6 separate regions of the Mus musculus genome follow, and all the other regions are linked to region 2. Evidence: chromatin contacts called from public Hi-C and promoter capture Hi-C data. All regions are on one chromosome and are shown on one strand. The core of a region is the stretch at or near the end of the contact, and the rest is flanking DNA. Distances in the headings are between cores, read along the strand shown.

Evidence for each region. Promoter capture Hi-C pulls out the DNA fragments that hold promoters and counts their contacts. A called contact is a pair of places that touch in the nucleus more often than the background predicts.
Region 1: a contact with region 2 is called in a promoter capture Hi-C map of liver, with 4 times the contacts expected there. The contact joins the promoter of Zbtb8os here to the promoter of Trnau1ap in region 2. A contact is called at or near these places in 3 of 39 promoter capture datasets (hippocampal neurons, liver and pre-B cells).
Region 3: a contact with region 2 is called in a Hi-C map of B cells, with 7 read pairs. The contact joins the promoter of Kpna6 here to the promoter of Trnau1ap in region 2. A contact is called at or near these places in 1 of 484 Hi-C or Micro-C datasets (B cells) and 1 of 115 datasets of contacts at active chromatin or transcription factors (large pre-B cells).
Region 4: a contact with region 2 is called in a promoter capture Hi-C map of pre-B cells, with 2.7 times the contacts expected there. The contact joins the promoter of Pef1 here to the promoter of Trnau1ap in region 2. A contact is called at or near these places in 2 of 39 promoter capture datasets (liver and pre-B cells).
Region 5: a contact with region 2 is called in a promoter capture Hi-C map of pre-B cells, with 4 times the contacts expected there. The contact joins the promoter of Ptp4a2 here to the promoter of Trnau1ap in region 2. A contact is called at or near these places in 2 of 39 promoter capture datasets (cranial neural crest and pre-B cells).
Region 6: a contact with region 2 is called in a promoter capture Hi-C map of liver, with 5 times the contacts expected there. The contact joins the promoter of Ccdc28b here to the promoter of Trnau1ap in region 2. A contact is called at or near these places in 3 of 39 promoter capture datasets (liver and pre-B cells) and 1 of 9 other capture datasets (liver).

What each region holds. Positions count from the first base shown.
Region 1 is chr4:129,334,605-129,337,304 of GRCm38.p6, reverse strand. Zbtb8os (zinc finger and BTB domain containing 8 opposite strand) reads right to left here and starts at 1,337. Exons shown (of 7, transcript NM_025970.4): 1 at 1,166-1,337. The coding sequence starts at 1,262. It overlaps Rbbp4 (retinoblastoma binding protein 4, chromatin remodeling factor), which reads left to right and starts at 1,935. Exons shown (of 12, transcript NM_009030.3): 1 at 1,935-2,087; 2 at 2,661-2,700. The coding sequence starts at 2,072.
Region 2 is chr4:132,328,148-132,330,847 of GRCm38.p6, reverse strand. Trnau1ap (tRNA selenocysteine 1 associated protein 1) reads left to right here and starts at 1,310. Exons shown (of 9, transcript NM_027925.3): 1 at 1,310-1,495; 2 at 2,282-2,379. The coding sequence starts at 1,469.
Region 3 is chr4:129,671,453-129,674,152 of GRCm38.p6, reverse strand. It overlaps Kpna6 (karyopherin (importin) alpha 6), which reads left to right and starts at 1,386. Exons shown (of 14, transcript NM_008468.4): 1 at 1,386-1,476. The coding sequence starts at 1,473.
Region 4 is chr4:130,106,271-130,108,970 of GRCm38.p6, reverse strand. It overlaps Pef1 (penta-EF hand domain containing 1), which reads right to left and starts at 1,415. Exons shown (of 5, transcript NM_026441.4): 1 at 1,321-1,415. The coding sequence starts at 1,344. It overlaps Gm40258 (a long non-coding RNA gene), which reads left to right and starts at 853. Exons shown (of 2, transcript XR_868200.3): 1 at 853-1,370.
Region 5 is chr4:129,819,168-129,821,867 of GRCm38.p6, reverse strand. Ptp4a2 (protein tyrosine phosphatase 4a2) reads right to left here and starts at 1,389. Exons shown (of 6, transcript NM_008974.4): 1 at 1,267-1,389.
Region 6 is chr4:129,622,551-129,625,250 of GRCm38.p6, reverse strand. Ccdc28b (coiled coil domain containing 28B) reads left to right here and starts at 1,343. Exons shown (of 6, transcript NM_025455.2): 1 at 1,343-1,437; 2 at 2,464-2,651. The coding sequence starts at 2,488. It overlaps Gm34305 (a long non-coding RNA gene), which reads right to left and starts at 2,465. Exons shown (of 4, transcript XR_376684.4): 1 at 2,049-2,465; 2 at 1,498-1,617; 3 at 1-1,362.

The sequences.
Region 1 (2,700 bases), core at 88-2,587, 3.0 Mb after region 2:
GTTTAGCAACAATAATAATCTGGGCCAGGTGTGGTGGACCATGTCTGTGATTCCAGCACCAGGGAATCACCTAGTGAGTTCCAGGTCAGTGAGGGTTAGAGTGAAATCCTGTCACACACACAAAAAGGAAAGTACTTAACACTTTACTGGGGCATAGGTAAATTATACTCAATTCTTTCAACTTTTTAAAAAAGATGATACATTGCTATATAGGGTGGTTCTCAAATTTTTTAATCTCAGGAACCCTATACTCAAAGACTACTGTAGGGCAGAAGCCATTATAGCTCAGGGGTAGACTACTAGTCTAGGATGTCCATTAAAGACATAAGAAATTTCTTTATTTCTGAGACAGGGCCTTACTCTGTAGCTCTAGCTGTCCTGGAACTCACTATGCAGACCAGGCTGGCCTCGAACTTAGAAATCCGCCTGCCTCTGCCTCCCAAGTGCTGGGATTAAAGGCGTGCGCCACCACTACCCGGCTAAATTTTTTTTTTAAATATTTATTTATTTATTATATGTAAATACACTGTAGCTGTCCTCAGACACTCCAGAAGAGGGAGTCAGATCTTGTTGTGAGCCACCATGTGGTTGCTGGGATTTGAACTCCTGACCTTCGGAAGAGCAGTCGGGTGCTCTTACCCACTGAGTCATCTCACCAGCCCCCGGCTAAATTTTTATCTTTCAAAAAAATTTAACGTGATGCAAAAGTTGCAGTACGTAATAAGATCCAATCTTGGGCTGTGGACACACACGTACGCACGCACGCACGCACAGAAAAAGGTATGTCTTGATTACTCTAACCTGGTCACACTATTCCCTACTGGGAGAAACTCGAGGACAACCCAGAAATCACTTAAAAATACAACTAATGCACAAGTATAATTTACAATGATAAATGTTGGACCAGCGCCACACCATTTAACTCTATCCCCAAAGGTAAGTGTGATTCAGGCACACATGGACTTTTAGAATGGATGGGGGCAGGGGATACGGCCTCGGGTTTCTTCATTCTCTAGTAAGGTGATCTTTTTCTTCACTTTCCCCCTAAATTGGGTCCAAAGAGGGGCACACTGTGATCACGCCAGAGCACCTTTAGGGCAAAGAAGTGGGCGAAGCAGGAAGCCGCAGGTTGTCCGAATGCAAGAGATGTGGGCCACCTACTCACATTCATATTTTCGATTGACTGGAGGATACTTGTCCTTGGTCGCCTTCTGTTCCTCCGTCAAATTGTAATCTCTAACATCTTCCTCCTCTTGAGCCATGATTGCGGAGTTGGTACTCTTACTTCCGCCCTTCATCAGCCAGACTTCGGCCCCGCGCCATAACTTCCGCTCTACACCCCACCCCCTTGGCAGCGGGTCTAAAAGGACCAGGACTCCATTCTGCAAGCTCGCGGAAGGATATACCCGCTTGCGGCTGCCGGGCTGCCGGGCTGCCAGGCTCGGTCCTGCCGCTTTTATAACATGTTTTAGAGACCAGCATCTTATTTCCTGCACTCATCACTATTAGTACCGAGGGAGTCAGTTAAAAGACGCCACCTTGAATTAGGCACCTGTAAGTCTAAACGGTGATGCGTTTTCTCCTCGTCTGGCCCTCCGAGTTGCTAACCAGACCCGGAAACACTTCCAAATTCTTTCGCTACCCTGAGGGAGTTGTCAGCATAACGGCCTGCTAAGAAGATGGCTGCGCATGAGCGTGTAGGGTGTATGTCACGTGATCTGCACGGGCCTCATCCCGGCAGGCGGGGCGCGCGCGCAATCCGTGGAAGTCTCCGGACTGTGGTGGGGGGTGGGGGAGAGAGAAGGGGCGGAGCGCGCGCGCCTCGGGACTCTGGAGAAAACGACTCTCGAGCGTCTCCATAGGCCGCGAGGCGGATGCTCCGCCCACCCCTCAGACCCGCGCTTTCTCATTGGTCGGTGTTGGCGCGAAGGCACGCGAGCCGGCCCCCTACGCACGGGCCGCAGGAAACAATAGAGGCCGCGCGCGCGGAGTGGAGCGCTCGTAGCCTCCCCGCCCCTCCTGCAACGCACGACCCCGGGATCCCCCAACCCCTCCCGGCTCTCCTGCCGCCATGGCTGACAAGGAAGGTGAGTGTGCCGAGGCCGGCTCGGAAGGGACGGTGCTGGCTTGTAGGGCTGTGTCGTGGCCTGTTACGCGGCCTGAGACGGAGAGCAGGCCCGACTCTGGCGAGCCTCGTCCCAGCGACGCCGGCCTGAGGACTGAGCTCCCCGGCGGGGCGGGCTAACGGCGCAGCAGCTCCTCCGGAGCGGATGCGAGGCGACGCCAGGTCTCCGGCCTAGGCGACTACGAGGCTCCCTGCCGGTCCCTCTGCCTGCCGAGACTCGGGGCGCCGCTCTCCATCCCCAGGCTCGATGCGCAGGTCTCCTCCCCGGGTTTGGCGGACTTGGCGCGCGCCACCGTGCTTCGTTCGGGGTTGGACACCATCGGCCCCCGAAGGAGTAACGGAGTGTCCGGCTGGGGTGGCCCCAGGACTTCCGGCCCGCCGCGGCCGAGAGTGGCGTTGGTGCCCGCGACCTGGGAGATTAAGATGAATCTCCATTTCGTTGTCAAAATCCGGGCGCTACGCCGGTGGCTTGGAGAGGTTTGTGCCCTTTCCGTTTACGTTCGCTAACTTGATTTGTCTTTTAAAAACATTTTAGCGGCCTTTGACGACGCAGTGGAAGAACGGGTGATCAACGA
Region 2 (2,700 bases), core at 61-2,560:
GGTGGAGAGATGGCTCTGATCTGATTAATAGCACTAGTTGCACTTGGAGAGGACCCAGGTTCAATTCTCAGCACCCACATGGTGCTACACAACGATACTAACTCCAATCCCATGGGACCCAAAGCATTCTGTAGTCTCTGAAAAACTTTTTTTTTTTTTTTTTACATTTGTGTGTACATGTGTGTTTGTCAGGTTCAGTGCAATGCACTTTTACCTGCTGAGCCATCTCACCAGTGCCTTAGCATCATTCATACAGTAACAGAAGGGAACAGGAAATTTATACTCATAGTTGGCCTCTGGTTTTCAGACTTGAGTTCTTGGCTTGGGGAACTTTCTAAGTTAAAGGACTTAGGATGAACTTGGTTGTCAGAACCAATCTGAACGCACAGGACCTTCCCACTCTGCTAAGTTGGCTACCAACTGGATGTTGAAGCATGGATACAACCACCTTAGGAGCTCTCAAAAACCAAGTTTACTGAGGGTTCTGTAAAGGTCCGTCTGTGCTTTGTGGTAAAGTCTTGGTGAATTGGATTAGAATAATAAACGGGGAAGGAGCCAGGGTTGGTGTCCTTCACTTGTAAAACTAGCACTTAGGAAGCTGAAGCAAGATTGCCAAGAGTTTACAGCCAGCCTAGATTATATAGCTTGTACCAGGGACCAACATGAAAACTTGTCTCAAGGCAAAAAAAAAAAAAAAAAAAAAAAAGTGTGGGGCTGGAGCCAAAGCTCAGCCGTTAAGGAAGGAATGCTTTGAGAAGACTGGCGTTCATTAAACAAACAGGCAGAAGCAAGTAGATCTCTGACTAGAGACAGACTTAAACAGGTCAACAAGGATTACAGAGACCATGCCGACGCCGACTCTCCCCACCCCCAACTACACACAAAACGATGGACTTTGAGTGTACCATCAAGAACCGTCCTTTAGTTCTCTCCACCTCAGGGCTTTAAGAAAATGAAGAATCCCACTACATCTTCCAAAAAGTCCTCGCTGGGATGCAGGGCAAGAGGACCACTGTGCGGCCGCGGCTCCTCCACAGTCCCTCGGAAGCTTATCCTCCGCGCTCCCAGAGGGGTTTCGGTCACTAGCTGTCCTTCCGTTCTTATGCTTGGTATTCCCTACAGAGAGCAAACCTTAACTCAATAATTATAGACGCATTTGCGCGGTTTTATTAAAGAGCGGGGCAGTCCGCCCACAGAGACCCTCTTCAGAGCCGGTGCCAGCTAGGCCTACTGTGCCCCAGCCGAGGCCACGCCCCTATCCCGTGGAGCCACTCCCTAGCCCGTAGAAGCAACGCCCCCTGGGGGGGCCGGAAGCGGCGGACAGGTCGGAGGAAAACCCGGATCGCTCTGGCCGCCGAGGCAGCGTGTGCGCAGGAGGTGCTGCAGGCTTAGGCTCCGGGCGGGCCGGGTCGCGCAGACTGGCGCGGTTGCGCGCCACAGGCCCTCAGGGTCCCCGCCCGGGTGCGGGATGGCGGCCAGCCTATGGATGGGAGACGTGAGTCAGGGTCGCCCCTGCTCTGAGGGGAACAAGAGGGTCTCGAGTCGTAGGGGGAGGAAGGGCCTGAGAGCAGAGGGCCTTCGGATCCCAGAAGGGTGGCCGTGAACAGGAAGGGTTTTGGTGACAGCGGGAAGCTAGATGGGGTGTGGTGGCCAATGCCTTACTCCCTGCACTTGGCGAGGCAGGAAGATCGTCACCAGTTCGAGACTCCATAGTGAGTTCTAGGCCAGCTTGGGCTTCGTAGCGAGACCTATTCACCCAGTCTTTGAAAGTGGAGTCTGGGCATCAGAATGAAGATTCCTCAGATGCTGACTCTATGGGGTAGAGGGTCTGGAATCCCCCTTTCCAGTTTGGAAAGATTTGGAGTGGGATGATTTGGGCGGATGGAGTGGGAGGAACCCCAAGAATTGTTATTAGGACTGGAAGCACAGGGAGTTCTATAAAGGGGAGCTATTTTATTTGTTTTTGTTTTTTCTTTTGTTGTTTTTGAGATGGGGTCCTTCACATAGTTCTGTCTGTCCTGGAACTCGTTATGTAGACTCACAGACTCCACCTACCATTGCCTCCCTAGTGCTGGGATTAACGGTGTGTGCCACGCCTCCCAGCAAGGGGAGCGATTTGAAGTAAAGGAGTTGGTTGGGACCGTTCCCCATTGCGTGGTAGGAAGCTTGGCTCTCTAGTGCTGTAGAGGGGGGTCCTGGACAGAGTGGGAGGGGCTCCACCCCTTACAGGGCTCCGGGTCATGGGCCTGAGCCTCTCCTCTCTGCTCTGGTTTTTATGCAGCTGGAACCCTACATGGATGAGAACTTCATCTCTAGAGCCTTTGCCACCATGGGGGAGACCGTGATGAGCGTCAAAATTATCCGAAACCGCCTCACTGGGTACACCTCCCTTTTCATCTTTCCGTTCAGTTCTCGATTAATAGAGCCTGCTGCCACTGTTATTCAAGGGAATAAATATGGCGGGAGTAAGAGCTTCTCGCCATCCCTAGCAGTAGTGAAAGAACCACAGAGGGTGGCTTACAGAGCAGAAGCGTTGAGTATTTCAGGTGTTGAGTATCCCAGTGATTCAGGGCAGGATGCTGGAACCTATTTTTGAAAACTGTTGTGTGATCTTTGCTAAGTTACTGTGTGTTTCATTTAGCTTTAGTTTATTTTGCTCTACGCTGAAACAAAGTCTTCCTGTAGTAATGTAGGCTGTAA
Region 3 (2,700 bases), core at 137-2,636, 2.7 Mb after region 2:
AGCATCATATGTTACTACGGATGGTTGTGAGCCACCATGTGGTTGCTGGGATTTGAACTCAGGACCTCTTGAAGAGTAGTTAGTGCTCTTACCCCCTGAGCCATCTCACCAGCCCCGCTGTCTCTGGTTTTAAAGACAGATGGGGCAGAACGATTTTGGAGATAAGTGAGATAAGGAGGTTGATTATTGTGATAACAGTATTCCTTTTCCTCAAGTCATAGAATTTGACTTTTGAGTTGTTTCACTTTATCGGCCAGGCATTTGGTTAGAATTGGCAAGATTGGACGTAACCCCGGCTCTGTGTGTTGATGTGGAAGACTGGAATGCTATCATGCAAAATAAGGAGGTTAATAAGCATCAGCCCCAAATTCCTTGATTCAAAAGGCACGTGCTTCAAGGTCCTCATCACTAAAAAAGGGAGCTCATTGACCTGTTATTTATTTGTTTGCTTGTTTATTTGTTCATTTATTCATTCAATAGCTATAAGTCAGACACTGGAAGGTGGTGGTCATACTAGTCAGCAATATAGAACTGACCCTGTCATTAAAAGGTTACTGGGCTCTGCCCCTACCCCACCACACCCTTTTGCTGGAGAAACAAACTCCCTCTAGTGTGATAGCGCACACCTGTAACCTCAGCAGAGGGGAGGTGGAAGAAGGAGAATCTAGAGTTCAAGTCTAGGATATCTGAAACCCTGCCTCCCGTAAACAAACAACTGGTCTGGGAGCCTTTTACCTCAGCACTTGGGAGGCAGATAGGTGGATCGCTGTGAGTTTGAAGTCTTTCTGATTTATAAAGGTCCAGGCCAGCCAGAGATACATAGTAAAGATCCTGTCTCAAATGAACAAAAACAATATTCAAACCCCAGCTTAATCTCCACTCCTTTTCCTTATCTCCGGAGCCTTGAACGAATCACTTCCTCTCTCAAAATAATTATTTAGTTCAGGGTCTATACAGGCTTAATTATGAAGAATTTTTGGGAAAGAAGGTCTCGCCATAAAGAAGAAATAAAAACAGAAAGAGATTGGATCTCCAGGTCCAATCGTTCTGCCCCTTCTGCCTTTAAAACCACAGACAGCAAGGACCAGAGAGATGGCCCAGTGGTTTAAAGTGCTTGTGGCAACCGGGCGGTGGTGGCGCACGCCTTTAATTCCAGCACTTGGGAGACAGAAGCAGAGGCAGAGAGTTTGACACACTTTGTTTTGTACATATTCCTTCTAGTCTCCCTCCAGCCTCGGCTGTCTATTCCATCCCTAATTGCCATCTTTAGTGGCTGCGTTCTCTTTAAGCCCGCCCCTATCCTGATATCCCTTGGAGGGAAGGGGGCGTGAGGGTTAAGAACGCGTTTTAGCACGGTATAAAACGTTTGTCCCCGTCAGGCCGCCGTCCTGCAGGTCCGCCATATTGTCTGCCGAGGCTACCGCTGAAGCTACCGCTGCGGCCGCCGCCAAGTCCGAGCGAGCGGAGCCGCGATGGGTGAGTGAAGCGGCTCAGGAGATGGGTGTTCGGGCCGAGGTGTCGGGGAGCGGGGTCTGGCGAGGGCCTGTCTCTCGTCCGAAGCAGATGTCGGAAGCATCCAGAGAGGCATGGGAGGAGAAGGCAGATCGGGAGCGCCCCTCGGGCCAGTTTAGGGCTGGCGTAGGGCCGCCCGCACGGGGAGCAGCCCTGGGGGCTTGTTCCGCACTGCTAGCGTCCTGGGCTGTCCCCACGTGGTGGCCTCGGGTCAGAGCTCGCGCTTCCCGGGGTAAGCAGAGCCCTGCCCTCTCGCCCTGCGCCTGCCGTGGATCCGGGGGCCGGGCTCCGGGCTCCAGCAGCAGGCCTGGCCGCGGAGAGCCTGCTTCCTCGGGCTTTTGGACGCCGGGCTTCTGAACCAAGTGAAGTCCTAGCTGCCTACGTAGAGGGTAGAGTCCTCTGGAGAGGAGACCCAGGGCAGGCCAGCTCCGGCCCGGTAACCAAGGGCCGGCCGGGTCCAGCAGAGCTTGGGCCTTTGAAGGCCAGGAAAATGTCCCAGTCGGCGCAGGAATGGGGTGGTTCGGCTAGACTCAGTGACAGCCTTCGCAGTGGTAGAGAGACCAAAGCCAAGACTTCTTGGCACAGACAGGTCAGGGACTTACTGTTTCTGGGCCAACTCTGGTTAGGAGAAAAAGAGAGACCTGTTGATCTTTTTTAAAGAGCATTCCGGATACGAAAGCCGTTGCTCAAAAGAATACGATGATGGTCTTCGAATTCAGAAGTGAAACCAGTATTGGTAATTTGTTGGCATCAGTAAAGTGAAAAACTTTAAATTTGCCAATCTGTACGTGCAGACGTTATTGTCAGTGCTTAACGTGTCTTGTTTAACCTAATTGCAATCTAGTGGGATAGGTGCTGCTGTTATTCCTGTTTTGCAGATGGGGAAACTGAGGCTTAGAGTGGTAAAGTAACTTATCCAAGGTCACGCGGTGATTAAACCAGGGTGATCACTCCAGAGCCCTAGGAATTAACTGGTGCCTTTTATGGGCTGGCCCTCTAGTGGTGGGATGAGAGAGAGGGGGGACAGTTTTAACCCTGCGTAAAGTTGGGAAGTTGTGTTTTGATATGGGTCCAGTTTGAAATCTTTAGTCTGAATGAAAGTGGAAAAGTTTAGAGTGAATTGCTGACCTCCGCCTATTGTAAAGAGTAGTGCATTTCTAAAGTTTGCTATAATCTCTAATTCTGAGG
Region 4 (2,700 bases), core at 166-2,665, 2.2 Mb after region 2:
CAGCTATAAGTCAAAATAATAAGCCCTGCATGCTTACAGGGTCTTCATATGGGCACAATGGGGGCCCAACTGCTGTGTGGGAGCCAGCAAGATGACTCAGTGGGTAAAGGGGCTTGCTGAAAGGCCCAAGAAGGTTGATCCCCAAGACCCACATGATAGAGAAAAAAATAATTCCTGTGCATGTGCACATGTGTAGCCGCCCTCTCCCCACCCCCAACACACACACAAAGTAAATGTAAGAAATGCTATATAAACCACATAGGCCTTTAAATATCTTTTAGTCTGTGACTATGGCCAATCAAAGCTTGGTAATAACCCATTTGACTTTGCATTCCACTTTCCATACATGAGACTAATCTCTTAAACTACTCTGTGATCAGGACGATTATTTTGTCCAAATTATTTCGAAGTGAGGGGCCTGCTTTGAAAACTCCTACAAAGTGATGTTACACTTTACCGTATAGCATAGCATATGCCTACAGGAATCACATCGTTCTTCCTAATAACTCTGTGAGGGGTGGACTCTTACTACTTGGTCCATTTTATGAGAGGAAACTGGATCAGGAAAAAAAAAAAAAAAAAAAAAAGACTTAAAACTAATGCGGCAAAGATCTGGCTCCACTTTTAACTCAAAACTGCATTTGGCACCTCTATGTCACCTAATTCTGGCCACAAAATAAATCACACTGAAATGATGTTCCCGGCTGGTTCAAGGCAGGCTAGAAAGGAAGGAAGAAGCAGTTGCAGACAACCCAAGTTCTGACCTTGGCTCTGCTGCCTAACTACTTGGTAACTTAGATAAACTCCATATCTTCTCTGGGTTTCACTTTTCCTACGTGTGAAAGGACGCTGGACAACCGTGAGGGGTGTAATCTCACTTCTGGTACCTCCTACCACTGATTGTCCCGAGATTATTCGGTCGCAGGACGGTGCTGAGAGAGTCGGGCAACTTGTTTTTATCAAGTTACGCCCAGAAAGACTCCAAGGGAAAAAGAGCTCTAAACGCCTCGAGAGCACAGAGGACTCCGCCCCACGGAGACCTGAGTTAAGCACCCTGGTCCGGTTCAGCCCGGATCAATTCACAGCAAAACCCCCAAAGCCAGTTTTGCGCAATATAAACAACCCCTCGAGTGGTCCTATGTGACGTAAAACGAGCGCGACGGACTGGCCCTCCTGTTTCTCGCTCACACAGAGTCTTGTTGAAGTAAACCTCTGCGTGAAAAGGCTGCGGATCAAGTGGGGAGAAAGAGCCGAGGATGGAGAGTGGTACCGGATCTATAGACAAGCCCAAATATTGACGCAGGGGCCACTACAACTCACCTGTCCGTTTGGATAGCTGGCCATGGCGGTTATGACGTCACACAACTGTGGTAGGCGGAGTTTCCTGCTCCCAATGCCGCTCCTGGTTGGATTTTGGGGCGGGTCCGATTGTGATTGGACGGACAGGCTGTCAATCTTCCGGTCAACAAACGGAAGTCACAGGCGGTGAGCTGGTACCTTACAGAGGGCTGGGTAGGAGTGTCCGGAAGTGTTGTTGACCGTAGTGGCTCGTTTGTTTTTATTTTTCGTGACCTGCAGCGGACCTCGGGCCTGGCCAGCTGTAGTTATCTAATGGGGAGACTTGGTCAGTTGTTTCTGTGGTGGCCATATTATAACCTGGCAAGGCCATATTATAACCTGACGCATATTAGTTACGTCACTGTCGTGATCACTTTACTTCTAACGCCCAGGCGGTTGCCATGGCTACTGAGAACTTAAGCCTTTCCTGGAATGCAGGTGCCATTTAGAACGTGGGTACTAAACAGACCCGTGGACAGTGGAGAAAGGTCAGACCGCCAGAAGAGAAGGAAAATTAAGATGTCACGGTGCTCCTATCTTTATGTATGGGGAAACTGAGGCTCAGAAAGGCAATGACTTAGTTACCTAAACTCACAGTGAGTTCCTCAGCAAAGTACGGCCTAGAACTAGTGTCAGTAGATGACTAGGTCTCAACAAGGAGGTTTTATTCCCTCTGTAGGTCAAATCACAGTTCCTAAGTTACCAACTTTCCTGTACTTGGCTCTTGGGGTTTAGGTTCTAAACTTGGTTGCATGTTTATTTGATTAGTTACATTCCCACGTGGCCGGGCCTGGTGGCACATGCCTTTAGTCTCAGCAGGCAGAAGCAAGCATACATACATAGACAGTTCCAGTCTAGCCATGGCTGCATAATGAGGCTCTGTCTCAAACAACAACAGCAGCAGCAGCAACAACAAAAACTCTCATGTGGACAAGAATTGTGTTTGATTTGCTTATAATTGTATCCCCAGTATCTACAGTGCCAACACTATACTTTTTAAATAAAAAGTCCTGAGCTTTCAATCTAGCCAGGCACTTTCCACAGTCCCACTGCTGATCGTGGTACTGGCCATAGGACAGTCTGCAAAGCACGGTCCTCATCCTTACCTGCAGAGGAAGACAAGTCTGGTGATCCAGTTCCTTCGTGATCTGGCCCAGCCTTACCCACCAGCGCCCCGCTGGCTTATTTCTTTGCTCAGCTTCCCCCTCAGCACTGGCGTTAGTGAGCAGATCCTGTTGTTCGTTTTCTTTTTTAAACAGTTTCTAGCTGTGTGATCTTGAAGAAGTCATTTAACCTCTCTGAGTCACAGTTTTCTGGAATACAACTTAGGAAAATGCTAACTTAAAAATGAACTAGTCACAG
Region 5 (2,700 bases), core at 140-2,639, 2.5 Mb after region 2:
TCAAATCCCCAACTCAGCCTACTTATATACCTATACCTTTAACACTTGGGAGAGACTTGAGGCAGGAAGATCAGAGTTCAAAGCCAACCTGTTATGAAGCATTTGAGATGATACCAAATCAAGAACCTATTTGGAACTTCTAAAAGTCCAATAAAACAAATGAAACAAAAGAACTTCTTCTGCATCCCCCATAGAAAAAGTCCATTAACAATTCTTTCCGATCATCCGATCCAAAACTAAGAGTGTCAGGATCAAAAAACGAAGCTCTGATAATGTGAGTTCTTCTATAGTCTTAGTTTCCTCTTGCACACTAACAAGGCTCAACTTCTCTCACTTCCTGTCTGAAACAGCTCAGTAACACAGAGCGGGGAAGCAAGTAAATACCATATACTAATCCAGCAATAGCGACTCCAAACTGAAACATTTGCTGAATGCCTACAATGACGCTAGATTAGTCACTTTATACTTCGTGACAAATCCAAGGGCAGAAACTAAACTATGGCACTTTATCGATATTTATGACCGTTTCTTAGGCGCTTTTCTGCAGAAGGATACGAGAGAGTCACAGATAAAAGATACCGCGGCTTACCTCATTAAATAGCCTTGACCTCAACACTGAGCATTTGCCAAAAAAAAAAAAGTTTACGCTTCCGAATACTTTACCGGCTAAAACTCAGACTCCGGGACAAGAGTCAAGCTTGGATGGTTAGCGCTGGGAAATGGGGGTGGGGAGGATGGCAAAGACATCTCTGGAAATTCATAAATTTACAATACATTTTTACGAAAAGGGGAAAGAACGCCAGAGATCAGCGTCACGGGAGACTCAGACCCTTTTCTCTTACTTGACTGCAACTCAGGGATCCCACGCTTGAGTGAATTAAGTCCCTGGACGCGAAGGGTTCCCTATCAACACAAAGACCAAGGGGCCTCCAGGATGCCTGTGCTCACGCGCCGGACAAACGCAGGCGCACCCCTGCACACCACCTAGTCCGCCACGCTCCTCCTCGTCCCCACTCGCTCTCACCACACCTTCGCCCCCACAAGGACACATGCTGCCCGCACACGCACCTTCTCCCGCATTCTTCTACGCTCTCTCGCTCTCTCGCTCGCTCACCCCACCTCGAGCCGCGCTCCCCGCCCCTGGCCCGGCCCGGCCCTCCTTCCGGGGACGTGTCTCGGGCCTGCTCTAATGGCAGCGGCGCCTCCCGCCCTCCCCTGCCCGAGGCCCGGGCGCCGCGCGGGGCCGCCCGGGAGGGGCGCACTCACGCTGGCAAGCTGGGGACTGGGCATTGAAGGCCGGCGGAGGCGGGAGCGAGGAGGCGCCTCTCTCCTCAGTCACCTCGGCGGCGGCGGCGGCGGCGGGAGCGGCGGCGGCGGCGGCGACGACTCCCCCCCAGCCTCGGCGCGCGACACCCGGCCCGGCCCGGCGGCGGCGGCGGCGGCGCGTGTCCACGAGTCCGTCTTGCTGCTGCTACTGTTGCTGCCGCGACCGCCGCTGTGTTCCCCCCCCGCTGCCGCCGCTGCCCCCGCTACCGCCGCTGCCCGCTGGCGTCGCCTCGCGCCGTGCCCGGCCGCTGCTGCCGCTCCAGCCGCTCCCGGACGAACGACGGTTACAGCCCGGCCGATCGCGCCGCCGCCACCACCGCTGCGCGCGCAGCCGGACCAGCTCCCGCCGCCGCCCCTCAGGGGGCGCTGCGGGGCGCGGCGCGCGCGGCGCAGCCACGCCCTCGGAACCGATGATTGGCTGCCGGCGGCTCGCGGCGGTTGGCCCCACCCACTCTGCCTACAGAGCTTTGACCCACTGCCCTGGGCGCCTCCCGCGCTCCGCCTCCGCGTGGCTTGCTGCGCTCGGCACTGGGGGCGACGGAAGGCGTATACATGTGACCGGCGCGGGGTGGGGGTAGCGGGGTGACGAACGTGGCTGAGGGAAGCGCCCGCCCACTCTGCGACTCGCCCATCCGCACCTGGGTCTAAGTTAGCGCCTCTGGCCACCCAGTGACCCGCAAGGTCGCGGGCGGATTCCGGATCCCGGGAGGCGCCTCGAGCCAGATCCCGCTGGGTCTGGGACTGGGACTGGGCGGCAACCGGGGCCTGAGCTCGGGGATTTCCAGCTCAGAAGTGGGGAACCGAGTACCTTATACTTGGCTGTCCTTCCTGGAGGCCTCGAACATCTCTGCGAAGTCTCTCTGCCCTGCTCCCCAGACCTCTATCGGGCAAGCAACACACAGACTCTTTAGATACGGAAATGCAGAATTAAGGAAAAAGTTTTTTCCTAGGTATTCTCAACTATTAAGCGGAATACTGTCTTCACAGCACAGATACTCTTCAATACTTAAATAAAGTATGAAGAATGGGCGTGATTAAAAAAAAAAGTCTGGCGGTGGTGGCCTATGCCTTTAAACCCAGTTCAAGGCCAGCCTGGTCTACAGAAAGAAAGCACCTCTAGAATTGGAACTGGGAATAGAACTCTGGGAAAAGCTTGCCTTGCATGTGAGGCCCTAAATTCAACTCTTGGGAGCCTCAAAAAAAAAAAAAAGTTTGAGTTGGATTTTAACAGTTTTGAAGATTATCTTAGAGATTCTCTAATGGAAGGAGGTTTTTTGTGTTGTGTTGTTTTGTTTTGTTTTTGTTTGCCTTTTGCTTTTGAAACCTGGCCAGAAGTTATAAGCCAGTTCATGCATCTTGATTTCTTGTTTGGAA
Region 6 (2,700 bases), core at 94-2,593, 2.7 Mb after region 2:
GGTCTGTGCTCTCGCCCTCCTGGGGAAATGCGCATGCGCGCGGCCTTAGTAGTTCCCTAATTCAGCTGGTTTCCTCTAAGGGACACTGTAGGTGGCCTCAGCCAGCACCAGGTCTCTGGGTTGGTTGGGCAGAAAAGATGGAACTGCTCAGCTTTATAGGGGCTGTCCCTTGATTCCTTCTAGCCAGAAGCGGTAGACAAATTGATTCTAAAAGTCCTCCAGTAGGGGTGGAGAGGATTCCTTTCCTGCCTCCGCATCAGGAGCTTGCAAGCGCAAGTGGCTCCGCAAAAGCTTCTGGCTCCTCAGGGAAGCAGCTGAAGGTGGCAACCCCGGGTGCTCCTGGGCCCACTGTCACTTTGATGAACGAAGCTGGCACCCTGCTCCAGCAGCAATTCTGAGAGGAAAGGGACCTTCCAGCGTGCTCCCCTCCCTCCGGTTCTTGGTTGTTTAGAAGTCTTGGATTAGAGTTGCTTCCTAGAGCAGTTTGCATGTTAACAGCACCTGGAAAAGATCCCAGAAGCAACACCTCTGGGTGCCCACAGCCAGGGAAACCTACTGTTGTTGCTAAAGGAAAAGGGAAGATGGATGCTTTGTTGCCTAGGTCGCTTTAATTTGAGCCTGCTGGGCAGCCTGACACCCTCTCCTGTGGCATCGGATGCTGTTCTGGAGATCTGAACCAGACTCCTCTGCCAGATCTTCAAATAGCCTCATTGGTGGGACCTCCCTCCTCCAGCAGCACAACCGCCAACAGTTCTGGGCCAGCCTCCTTCCGGAGCTCTCACGCCCCACCTCCTGCCAGCCTGCTTGGGATCCTATTTGCTCTGGTTCGGAGGTGGGGAGAGGCCCTGTCAGTTCTTCAGCGCTTACAGGCTAGGAGTATCTGGATGTCACAGGACAGCGACCGTGCCCAGGAATGAGTGACAATTGATTATTTTCCGTAAAATCGGGATAACAGTTATGTCTCAGGATTGAATGTACATAAAAGGCTTAACAGGGTGCTGGGTACTGATTGTCTTTGTTCCTTCTGGTGTCCGCCCCTCATTTTCCCGTATACTTATATATTGCCTCTGCCCACACATTCATTTAGCCCCATCATTTCCCTACCACCCCTGCTGCAAACAAAGCCACCACCATTTTGTAAGGGATCCCCTCCAAACGTGACAAGAAAAGGAAATGATTTTAAATCCATATCCCGTAACTAACAGTGCTCCTTTAGTTCTTGTGGGAGGTAGGGAAGGGGAACTGTTAAATCGACGGAAGTACTCTCCTCCGGCTCCGCTCCCAGGGAATCCAAAGAGGGCTACTTTCTCTTTAAATGCAAATCATCTCCAGCCAGCTTAGCTCCCTCCAGCTCCAGTTCCCCTGAGGAGAGAGAAAGCAGGGTGAAGGGAGATTGCAAAGAAGCACTGTTTCACACTCCAGACCCCAAACTTCCAGGTCAGTAGAACCCCAAGGGGGCGAGAAGGGAGTGAGGAGGATGGGGGCGGGGTGCCGCACCTGATGCTTGTTTTTTGAAGCCCGAATTGAGAACTGAATCTTTCCTTAGGCACATCTCAGGCGGATCACAGTCGCTCTGGCTGCCGCTTCCATCAGGTCTCTTACTGGGTCACACTGCTGCTACATGGAGAGAAAAAGAGTTCTGTCTCCCACCACCACCACCCCCCACCCCACCCCCGAGCCCCACTGATGCCACCCAGCTGTTCCATGCCAGCTTAAACGCTTAATGTTCCGATTTGACCATCGCCCTCTCGGAAGTAAAGTGAGGGAGCTGAGACCTCCCCTGGAGAGGACCTCAGCAGACCAGATACCTAGGTGATGGGGCTGTAGGGGAGTCAAGCTAAGCTAATCAAGTCAGAGTTACATTGTTGGAGGTCTAGCCCCTAAAGACTTTCTAACTAGAAAAAGAAGAGACTAGAAGCTGTCCTGGGAACTTCTGGGCAGCCCTGGCATGTGTAGTTGAAGTGAAGTGGAAGAGAGGCCAGTGATGAGCCGGCTATTCCTGGTCCATATGATTGACACCAGGGTATTTCCAGGTGTCCCTGCCTTACCTTGGTTGCACCTCATGCAGTTAGTCAGTATCCGCTGCCATATACAGACCGTTGCCTAGCAAATGGCCTCCTGATCCTCAGCTTGCTCCCCTAGTCACATCCACCCTGTCTCCTGAGCATCTTCCTCTACAGCCCCAGGCTCTGGGCTGTAGTGACAGGAAAACAGCAAGATGACCCTGGTCTGGGCCAGCCCTCTCCAGCAGGCAGATGGGGCTGTCAGGAAGAAAAGGGCTTTGCTGGCCTTGGGAGGTCCTTCAGATGCATAGCTACAGTCCAGCAGCAGGCTGGCATATGACCCTGTACAGACAAGAGGACAGAGCTCCTGACTGATGGACAAAGATACATCTGAAGACCCTTCCTCTCAGACGAAAGAGGGTGCTGAGTGAAGGGATGATTTTGCCCCCTTCCTTCCCAGACCTGAGGTCCAACACACCACCCAATGGAAGACAAAAAGAAGAAACGGAGTCCTAAGCCCTGCCTGACCCAACCAGCACAGGCCCCAGGCACACTGCGCAGAGTCCCTGTGCCCACCAGCCACAGTGGCTCCTTGGCTCTGGGACTCCCTCATTTGCCATCACCCAAGCAGCGAGCCAAGTTCAAGAGGTGAGTAGGGAGGGGCTCTTGGCCAGACTGGAGACTCCCAGGTGTGAGC